Linked DNA regions of Bombyx mori: region 2 is linked to region 1. A link is a contact called in public Hi-C data. All regions are on one chromosome and are shown on one strand. The core of a region is the stretch at or near the end of the contact, and the rest is flanking DNA. Distances in the headings are between cores, read along the strand shown.

Region 1 (5,775 bases), core at 524-3,023:
AAATAATGATTTCTACATTGACCTAGTAAGCATTATAAAATTTCATTCATTATAAATTTTCACACGAAACCTGTTTATTTTCGTTTATGATATTTAGTATACATAATATTTAATGTTCTTTGTGAGATCAGGTAATCCTTAATTAGAAAATCGGGTTCAAAAAAACCGCTCCATAAACTCTTGACAATATTACAGGTGGTCCCTGACATAAGAAAAGATTATGAACAGCAAAAAAGACAGTAAAAATAAGTTAAATAAGTATATTTTAAACGAAGGGTTTTCTTTTGTTTCCTGCTTCGTTAAGCTTGGTTTAATTGTTTAAAAAGAGATTAGGTGCAATAAGCTCTCCTCTTCGTCGAGTGATGCAAGTCGAGCGTTAGGTATTTGGTTCGAAAGTTTTTAGCTTAATTAGCAAAACCAGTGGAATATGATTAAGCAATTTGCGAATACAATTATTTAAATTTGACAATTTTATTTTAGCGATGACAGTACTGCAATCTATTACTAGATGGCGCTGTTGCACATTGATAGTTAATGCATGCTACTCAGCGATAGATGGCATTGATACAAATTTTAATAATGATTCATTGATACTATACCGAATAAACACAGCACAGATCAAGCGAAAGCTCAATAACAAAATAAAGTTTCCTTTTAATTGTAATAAAAAATATTGTACTAAACACTCAAGTGATATATGAGCAAAAACAAGGACAGAAGAGTGTCGAAATGAGAATGATTAAAAGAAATTGTATATAAATAGCATTGTATATTATTTGTGCTTTTGTACAGATTCAAGATATTGTCTGTTCTATCAATTTAAAATATGAGATCAAATAATTTATTTTTAGAAAATTACCTTTGTATTTAAATACTAGTTAGTAACATCGCTTTATACAAGTCTACCCGGCAACTCATATTATGTGTATAATCTATGCTTCAGGCTACGATAATTTCTACATTTTGTTTATTTTTTCCATACATATGCCTTTTCACAGATAAGCAACAAGCCTATTTACAGACAGCAACTACTAATTAGACAGACGCTAAATTATCAATATTCTAAAAAAAAGCTCTTCAAATTGTGATGGTTCCCGACAAAAAGTTCAAATTCATTTCAACGATCAGTTTCATTTTCACAATATTCATTATGGGCTTTACTTCCTTTGCCTGATTAATAGATGAATTAAACAAAAAATAAAACCAATCAAATCAGGGATACCAATGTATGCTCGATCTTTTATGAAACAATTCTATTTTTATTTTATTTGGGCTATTCTTTTTTTTCTTTGTTTCTTTTTTTTATTGAATAATGATATATTTGACAAACATAGCAGACAAGAATTAGTATTTTCTCAAGATGATATAAGTACATAGACTTGACGAAGAGACGTAAATTTTATTCCATATAATAAAAACTATAGTAAATTGAACACAGATACGTATTAAGGAGCAAAATAAAAAAAATAACACTAACCTCTAATAGATTAACTATAGCTTGTTCAAATTTTTGCGAAGAACTTTAAGAAGGCTTGTTCAGAACTCGAAAATAAACAGGCCTTCAACAGGAATTTATTTATTTTTGTTTTTAATACAGGTGATTTCTTGTATTATGAATCACTTCGAAACACTTGTTGTATTAAAAACAAAAATAAATAAAATCTTGATTATGACCTGTTTGTATAAATTGTGAGCAATCAAAATGACAAAGAATAGGTAACATTGTGATAAAATCATTTTTAATCACTGCCATACATAAATAGCTTTAGGGTACCACTGTCCTTCAAGTTTTGACAATCTAAAATAGTAAGGCTGACAACCCTGTCTAGCTGATTGAAAGAAATTAAGAAATAGAAAGAAGTGGCTATATTATGCGAGACGGCGTCTTTATTTTGAGATTTCAATTGCTTAACTTTTACGTGTAGATTTCGAAATATTACGTGCGCCCCTGGATGTATATTTAATGTGTTTCGTGTGAATTAAACACGAAAAGAAATTGTAGTTACTGTGTCCGTAGGTAAGCATCATTTTGAATTGCAATTAATGACGTAGGTAAACTATAGAAACTGCACTATTATTTCTAAAAAATGGCATCGGAACATTAGGTCTTTAGAATATTCTTTATAACTGTGAAGTATAAATGTTAGACCATCACGTTTGGCTTTGTGTAAATTTCATCTGAAATTTCAGAGTATCATCAAAATGGGTGATCAACAATTCTTTTTAAAATGGAACGATTTTCAAACTAACATGGTGACTTCGTTCAGACATTTGAGAGACGAAAAAAGTTTTACAGATGTGAGTATTGTAATGGTTTTAATTACTTGTATATAAACAAATAATATAACCTCACTGTAAGCACTTTACACTTAAAAAATGCAAGTAATTAATGAACCATAGTTACCGACATAATTTGCTTACGTGATGTTAATTTACTAGTTATTAAAAATAAAAATATTTGTCATGAAGAAGCATACAGGAATGATACCTGAAGTTAAACAAAATAAAGCCAACAAAATTATAAAACATAGTCTTTGAAGAGCAAGATTCAGTTCTGTGACGAAATTAATATAACTACATTTTTTACTCAATTCACAAATCGCATGTTTTACTATTAGTTTAATATTAAATACAATGTGATATTTGACCATTGATAAATAATTTTTTTTTTTATATTTCAATGTGAATTAATATGGACATCAAACATACATAGTAGTTTCAGGTTTCTTAAGTATAGTGAAAATATGAATAGAGATGAGACAACAATGATTGAAGACTTGTTTTAAACTTAACTGAAAAGAGCCCAACCAGAAATCAATATTCAAATAATTTTATATATGTGTTAATTAGTCCTTGAGACAAAAGGGAATATTAAGAAGAACCTTGATACCATTTTTGTTTTAGATTCTAACAACATTCTGGCAAATTCCACACAGTAATTATTCTTAGGTGTATCATATCAGTAAATTGAGATTCATTTTGACCAGTACGCACACAGTATGCTATGTAGTGATTACTGGAGTGAATGTTACCATATGCAATAAGATATAAGGTTGAAATTTCACTCTCGTTATATAACTGTCTACTCTTCAAACCAAAAACGAAGACTGCTTGTAACATAATTGGGCAGGTTTTGTGCTACCTGTTCAGACTTACTAATGGACTACCACCATTAAATAACAATTTAAATATCTAAATGCTTAACCTTTATAAAAGACCTTTATTTTAAATATCAGGAATAAGATTATAGTATTCAACTGTAATGCGTAAAAAACAAAATACTATTAATAAATCGTAATTGAGATTGTGTTACTGTGACCTGAGATGATAAGCATTGAAATCATCAATGTGTTCTCATGCAACGATTGCATGATAAGTTTTACGTGTTAAATTTATGGAATGTATAACATGTTTGTAATTTTCAGGTTACATTAGCATGTGAAGGACAGACGTGTAAGGCACATAAAATGGTTCTCTCTGCCTGTAGTCCGTACTTCAAAAGTCTATTAGAGGTATGTTTAGAAGCATGCTAGTGTTTTTTTTTTTTTTGCCGTTATTTGGTTCTGATTGTGCAATATCAGATTGATTCAATCAAAGTTGCTTAGTGTATTCACAGAATGTGTAATGAGGCACATTGTGTATCCATTAGTGCCTGATGATTACTGATTGGTGTATTTTACTATATTGTAAAACAAGTCTAAACAAAAATATATAGAAAATTAAGTCGATACGATTGTATATTGAGATCCTATTGGTTTTTTACTTCAATCATTTTATCTGTTTTACATTATGTTAATGCTGCATACATAGACAACAGGCCAGTGTTAAGTTTGTTCATATGTATAACAATCTCACTAGCTTTGATTTAATGTTACAAAAAGACAACCACAATCTCACTGTGTTAAGCATGTTCACAATTGGCTGATGTTGGCATCTTATTAGCACTGCATTGTAATAGTCAATTGCTTGTGTACGACAATTGTGCCCGAGACATGATTGACCTGATTGCATTTAATCAAAAATGTATACAGATTTTTAAACAGACGACTTGCTTTTGATTGATTATTTTCTATTACTACTAAATGTACACTGATATATAATTGGTGTGGCTTTGGTCGCTGCCAAACATATTAGACCAAAAAAGTTAATAGATTAATAGGAAACAAACATTTTATACGTAATAAAATTACATGTGAAATTTTTCCTATAGCAAAATAAAAATGAGTTTTTTATAAGGATGTTTGTTGTTACTCGAAACATATGCTGAACGAATTTGGTTGATATTTTTAATTATTTTGTAACCTTTATACTTATGATATTTTTTATCATGGCAAATAACATGATCCCAGGCAAAGCCGGATACATTTGCTACGTATTCTTAGTGTTTCCAAACTTTTGGATCATAGTGTATATTGTTTTTAATCGAAAATCATCTGAATAGAATACATAGCTTTATCAGTGCATCCTATCTTTACTGTTTCACATTATCATTTAAATTCACTTTTTAAAGCAAAGCAAGCATGCTGCAATGCATCCAGATTTAAGCCATATTTGTCGTTTGAGTCAAATACGATTTTATAGTTTTAGTGTTTATTTTATTCTCTATGAGCCGGCAATGGAATGCGTAATGGGTAGTATCATTTTTGACACTAAAAATTAAATATTACACAAATTTTAATTAAATGATTTACAAAAAGGAAAATGTTTAGAAATCCTTGCCTGTAAAATATGATGGATTTTCTGTTTTTATAATAATGGTATACAATACTAAAGCTAGTTTTGAAATCGGGTGTCTCTCATTACAGTAACATCCTGTAAATGTTTTCGTATTATTATAGTGTATTCGCAATAATATTTGCTGTCCGTACCGAGAATTCACGAACTATTAGACACAGGTTAATAAATATTCTAGAGGTAAAGCGTCAAAAACAACATTGAAAAATTATGATATTGTCAAAGAATCGTGAACAGATTAATCTGTTCGGTTTATCAGAGATTATGGCTATAATGGACACATCTAGCTTGTTATAGCATCCACGTCTTAAATCATATTTAGAGCCTTAATACTCCCTGAGTCTCATGCAGGATCTTCTCAGTGGGTCGCGTTTCCTTTCCCGTGGTAGATTCTGCGAAAAACTGCTCTTGTTAGGGCTAGTGTTAACTATTCTCTCAGGTTGAACCCTTGAGCTCACCTACTCGTAAGGGCATAGCTGAAGTAGCCTCTCAAGGCTATCAGCATAGGTAGGGAAAAAAAGGCGCTTTGTAAATACGAATTTACGGGCATTATATAGAGTAAAAACGCGAGCGTACATTAAAAGTACACGGCGCTTCTGGTTTATTTCAGATATTTCCATCGCCCAAGATATACGCGCAATTTCGCTATGGGCAAGCTCTCCGCTAATATCGAAACGATTTTCCCCTTGTAAAATATATTTAAAAAAATCATTCGAAGACTATTTATGTGATTGCTCAGTTGTCAATAGTAGAAATCGTCTAGGTATTACGGGCTAAAAGGTTTCGTTCGACGCTTACCGAGAGAGATAAGAAAGAAAAAAACGGAGATTATTCAAACGAACTTTTCTAACGTTCGAATCAACCGCGCGTAGCTGTAAATAGCCCTTTAGATTACCAGCGAATATGTAGGATTTTTTTTCTAGCAAATCTTCTAGTTCGTCATTGTTATGTATTGATGTTTTTTTTTTAATACGCTTTTATTAGCTTCAGACGTATGTATGTTTGTAACGGAATCTTTGAACTTTGATTTTGACCCCCTTC
Region 2 (6,159 bases), core at 1,786-4,285, 210 kb before region 1:
AATACGTACTCAACAAATGTTAACGATTGACTTCCACGGTGAAGGAATAACATCGTGTAATAAAAATCAAACCCGCAAAATTATAATTTGCGTAGTTACTGGTGGTAGGACCTCTTGTGAGCCCGTGCGGGTAAGTACCACCGCCCCGCCTATTTCTGCCGCAAAGCAGTAATGCGTTTCGGTTTGAAGGGTGGGGCAGCCGTTGTAACTACACTAAGACCTTAGAACTTATATCTCAAGGTGGGTGGCGCATTTACGTTGTAGATGTCTATGGGTTCCAGTAACCACTTAACACCAGGTGGGCTGTGAGTTCGTCCATCCATCTAAGCAAAAAAAAAAAATAAAAAAACTTCTATACTTTTTTTAACAATTATTTTAAATTAAATATTTCTGTTCAAATATGCAATTTATTCCTGTCTTTCTTTCTTACTCTTTTAAAAATATAATATACAATCAGCATTATTAGAAATGGAATGTACAATTCATAATTCTGCAGAAATAAGCGGTTTAACGGTCATTACAGTTGTAAACTTCACTTAATACATACGTAGTATATTAACCAGCCACTCCCTCCTGCACGGCATGTGGAAGGACGAAGGGCAGTTAGGACACTCACGTAGCTTCTCCTTCTTCCCGCAAACCAGGCACCATGATATATGAATCGTTATTTGAGGTTTTGTTGGAGATGTATGCTGTGAATATATATTGACGAACTTTAACATGCAGCTTTGTTTGTGTCAGACAGCAGTGGTTACTGACTGATTCCAAATTGTAAGGATCTGAGAATCTATGCTCTATCTATGTAAAAGAATAGATTTTAAGAAAGCTATTATCACTATAAAATATTATTTAAAAATGCAACTTCTTTACATCATTTGGGACCGAATTAAACAATATGCTAACTATAAATTTTATAACTAATAACCACACGACAGCATAGAATTTTTTTGGTTATTCGATTCAATTTGTTTGAGACTCAAATAGCATACTACTAATACATACAAGGTTTTTCTTCATTTCAGAATTATCATAATAAGTAATAAAATGAATTGTAATATATACTTACAGTACTTTCAATAACTTCTTTACTTTCTGATTTACGTACGTAATTGTACCTCCAGCACTGATGTAAGTAGTTCTCGATCTCTTTCTCCGTAGCTACATTTTTCAGTACCGTCTCAAATTTATCCTCTGTACTAGCATCAATGTTCAACAAATAATCTAACGTGTCTCTATCAGTACGATTGTTACTTTGCAAAATGTAAAAATATTCATCAAAAATCATTTCTTTTCCTCTCCGCACAAATTCCTTAAAAGCGTTCTCGCATTTTCCTTGCTTTAGTGGTACATGTGTGATGTCATATGTTGTGTTCAAATCCGGTTCTTTTAGTTTGTGAGGTCTGACTCCGAGGGGCAATGTATGGTCTTCCTTTGGCTTTCTCTGGAATATACAATAATAATAATTCATAAAAAAACATTGCAAAAATGATAGTTTGTAGATGGTCCAGTAGTTTATCGTCCGAGCTTTCAGGTTCAAAACTTAGCATTTCTATTTTCTAAGTTGCCAGATAGTCAGTGTTGATGAAATGACAATTCATGGAGTAAGGCAGTGAAGGAAAAGCAGCCAAGATTAGGTGTAGAGATGTCGAAAGTTTTATGGCATGCAGGACTAATGACATAGACAAGACGGAGGGTCAGATATGAATGAGAATGATGGGCGATCGAAAAAGGCGAGGTCTATTTCAAGCAGTAGATATTAAAGGGCTGTAGATAATGATTATGATAAGCATAGCATTAAGTATTCCAAAACTGCTCACACAAGCTAGCTTCTTCATTATGATATGTAATTTTTAATAATGTTATTAAATCTGACTTAAATTGCTTAAGCATTGTAATGTTAATACATATTGATGTGTTACAATGGGTTTATTATAATAGTATTATGGTTTACTTCTAAACAGCCTTGCCAATATTTTAATTGGATAGTTCAGAATAATACAGGGTAATCATTTTATTAACATTTACAACTATACAATTCCTAAGGTAAGCTTTAATTGGCTAGCAGAAAATCTGTTACATTTAATTTTTACCTTTCTAGGGGGCTTCTCAGGAGATATCTTCTTTGGTGTTTTATCAGCAGGTCCATAGAAAGGTCTTGAACGCTCAGCGAGAAACATACATGTGTATGGTAACCATAGTCTTTGCTTAGTTGTACAAGTCTCCACATAGTAACAGAGTTCCCAATTCACGGTAATATTACCATCTTCATTTCCGAAGATTCCTAACGCTGTAAATTATGTATTTAATTCTAAATTATATGACGAATAAAAAAATGTTTTTTTCCTAATAAATATGATATAAGTAGTACAGACGTAAGAAGATACATTTTTCTTGTGCTTAACAATAAGATAGTATTTACGTAAATTGAAAACATAATATAGATTTAAACAGTAAAAACTGCTATTGTTTTAATAGTTTACTACTGAATGTGGCAGATGGCGCTAGTTGTCGCATATATTATTAATTTTACAAATAGACAATTTTTTTATTTATTTAATTTTGCGCTTTGAGTATCCGAATGCAATTTTGTATTCTGAAATAATTTGTTACCTACATAATTGTTGTTCAGACAATTTTGTAACAAATTATCATATTAGCTACAAAATTGTAAGAACTGAACATTGTAACTTATTTGTAAAATTGTACTTTGCGAGCGTCGATATATTACCACTTTGCGAGCAATAAAAAAGTAAAAAATAATTTTACCTTTATCGTCATAAAATAATCCTTTATGATCTTTGATAACTTTCACTCTGGTGTAAACTTTTCTGCACATTCTTGCTAGAGCAACATCGCCAAGTTTCCAATGATAAATTCCAATTTCTGTGGTCATTTTGTATAGTAGATGCCAGTGCAAATTATTCTTAATCTAAAATATAAATATATTCACTACCTACTTATGTGGTAAATATGGTTAGTAACTGTTTACTTTGAAAGTGCAATTAAATTTGATAACTGAATGCGATTATTCGGGATATATTTAATTGAATATGTACTAATAATAAAAGCGTTTATAATTGAACGAATGATATAAATTACATGTACATATTAAATTACTAGATGTTCCTAAATTTGATTGAAAGATTGCTTACCACCGCCATCTGTTGCCAAGTAGAAATACTAAACTAATTGTCTTAATTTTTTTATTTTACACATTATTTATTTCAATTATTACTTCTACTTTATGGGTACTGCTATTATTATTATTTTACTTACTATATTCGTTTTCAATAAAAAAGGCTTTGTTGTTTGACGTTTCACAAAATGAAAAACCATAATGTAATAACTATCCAGTAGATGGCGTATTTTAACTCAAGGGAATTTTGCGATCAATAGTGGTTGGCAGTTTGTATGATTCAACGTATATGTCGGCGTTAAGCCGGGGTTTTCACACATAAGTTCTTTTACAATGAAAATACAATACAATTCTATAAAACTTTAACATTACTTGTTTACAATAAAAAGCCACGTCTTAGTTATTCAGTGGTTCTTACACAATTATTAGCCATTTTGTGATGGTTATAGTAACTACATCTTCTTTTATACAAACGAATGTAATTACTGCGAAACAATTCACAAAATATAGCTTAATATTCACAATACATATTTTAGTGATTTTTAAATGACTGACATTAATTTATTTTACATAAATTACTTTTAACTAATATAAACTACCATTGTTATTATCCAGCCTAATAATAGATGGCGCTAACATCATTTGCAGAACAATTACAATACTTAATTAATTAATTACTCTTAATTATAATATTAATTATTATTAATATTGATGCTTTATTATTTTTTATTAATATTGATTTGTGTTTTTAAACAATAATATAAACAATAATCATATTCTGAACATTTTCACATCAAAACAGTGTCTGCTAAACATTAAATATGCTAGAATAACAGTTTTATCTTGTTAATAATAAATTAATGATAACATAGAATAAACTAAACTATATATTATTATGTTAATTATTGCCAATAGTGGCGTTTGCGCCCATATATGAGGCCTATAAAATCAAAGGCAGCTAAACGCCTTAATGCACTTCGATAAAGCGGCACGACACGAGAACCCTCTCATCGTGGCCGCCGGTAACTACATTCCCGATCCTGCGGACAGAATTTAAAGCAGTCGACGTCGCCCAAAACACGTCATCTCGGATCCTCCCGATCCACTAACGGTGCTTTTAGGTACTTCAAGCACCGGTCACCGTTCTCGTCGAACCCGTCGCTTGCGACGAAGGGCTCGACGAGTAAATTAACTCTCAGACACAGCCCACTGAGTTTCTCGCCGGATCTTCTTAGTGGGTCGCGTTTCCGATCCGGTGGTAGATTCTGCGAAGCACGGCTCTTGCTAGGGTTCGTGTTAGCATCGTCGTCAGGTTTGAGCCCCGTGGGCTCACCTACTAGCCACGGTTACGCTGAAATAGCCTCTCAAAGCTATCAGCTTAGGCAGGGAAAAAAAAAAAAAAACGCCTTAATGTCGTAAAATGGATTAACAATGGCGCTATCTTGTTTAGGTAGTTGGATATGCTTTAGTGTTTTCATGTTATAACAAATGCAGCTAAATCTCTAACAAATTCAGTTCAAAAAATTTATTTTTACTCTGTAATAAGTACTAATAAACGAAGTTTTATCATTTAAAATTAGTAATATTCTCATTCTTTATAAATCTGCTTTAAAATAAAGAATGTCGTAGCTATCCGAACAGTTATTTTAGCTTCTCAAACCGGGAGTGTTGCTAACACTGGCCCTAGCAAGAGCAGTACTTCGATGGGTCGGTAGGATCCGTAATGACGTGTTTAGGGCCGATTTTTGTAGTTTATCTAAATATTTGACAGACTTGGATTTAGCTGCCTTTGATTTTATAGACCTCATATAGGTATTATGTTACTTATTAGGGCATAGTGCGTATTTTACAATAATATTTTTTACGTATTTTTTTAGTTCTTAAATGATTGATTACGAATGGTTACCGGAGCCTACCCAACTTGAGACATGAAGTCAAATTCATATTGCACGGGTAAATAAATCCACTCTGCCTATTTCTGCTGCGAAGCAGTTACCAACCCAATTTGAAGGAGGGAGGGAGGATAAGTAATATAAAACACAATTAAGACTTCACCCGTGTCTCTCAAGGTGGATCACGGCATTGACCTTGTGATGTGTACGGACCACATGTATGTCAATTTTCAATGATAAGACTTCATTAAACAATTCGATCAGGGCCAGTAAATGATAAACACATACTATTACATCTACTGTATAAAATTTTTAATATAATAACTTTAACTAGTCTAACATAAAAAACCCGTAAGAATTTCATGCTACATATTATTATATCTGTGTGCTACCTACTTATGAACTTTCACCTGGAACAAACTGGGTACTTTTCAGTAAGTTTATTAAATCTTATTATTATATATTTATTATATCGTAAATGTTAACCCTCGTCGTACCTAAAATACCTAACACGTCCCCCTCATAAATCTGATCTCTCAATATGTTTGGAATACTCTCGAATTACAAGATGGCGGCCGCGGATTGGCGGCAAAATTTAAGGCGTGGCGCGCGCGGTACAGCGCAGCATCCAATCGTTACGTACGAGATAAACGGGGTCTGGAGATTATGACGATTATGTACACGGAGATCGTTTGTGCTGTGATTTTTGGATTGACGTTTTTCGATAATGATTAAAAACTTTTTTCATGTATCGATCTCACGTTTATTACCTACCCGATACATTGTTTATATCGAAGGGTGAAAGGCTTAAGCGACATTTTCAACTTTACAGGAGAGCCATTTAGAGTTTAAAACTTGGTTAAAATATCATAACAAAAAAAAACTTTAGCTATTCGAATGGAGTAAACTTAATTGAAGTTCAATTAAAAACATCGAACTGTCGATGCTAATACCAAATAAAACGCAACTTTAACATAAAGTCAAAATGTCGCGTGTTAAGCGAAGGGTCGCATAAACCAAATAGCCGTTTATAGTCGTCGTAGCCTAAAGGATAAGACGTCCGGTGCATTCGTATGTAGCGATGCACCGGTGTTCGAATCCCGCAGGCGGGTACCAATTTTTCTAATGAAA

Evidence for each region. A called contact is a pair of places that touch in the nucleus more often than the background predicts.
Region 2: a contact with region 1 is called in a Hi-C map of midgut, with 3 times the contacts expected there. The contact joins the promoter of LOC101741614 here to the promoter of LOC101741489 in region 1. A contact is called at or near these places in 6 of 7 Hi-C or Micro-C datasets (middle silk gland, midgut, posterior silk gland and 2 more).

The regions. Positions count from the first base shown.
Region 1 is chr20:5,675,140-5,680,914 of ASM3026992v2, reverse strand. It overlaps LOC101741489 (longitudinals lacking protein-like), which reads left to right and starts at 1,773. Exons shown (of 5, transcript XM_038018244.2): 1 at 1,773-2,017; 2 at 2,191-2,298; 3 at 3,426-3,512. The coding sequence starts at 2,203.
Region 2 is chr20:5,889,881-5,896,039 of ASM3026992v2, reverse strand. LOC101741614 reads right to left here and starts at 3,035. Exons shown (of 7, transcript XM_062674329.1): 1 at 2,767-3,035; 2 at 2,091-2,287; 3 at 1,067-1,441; 4 at 548-692. The coding sequence starts at 2,893.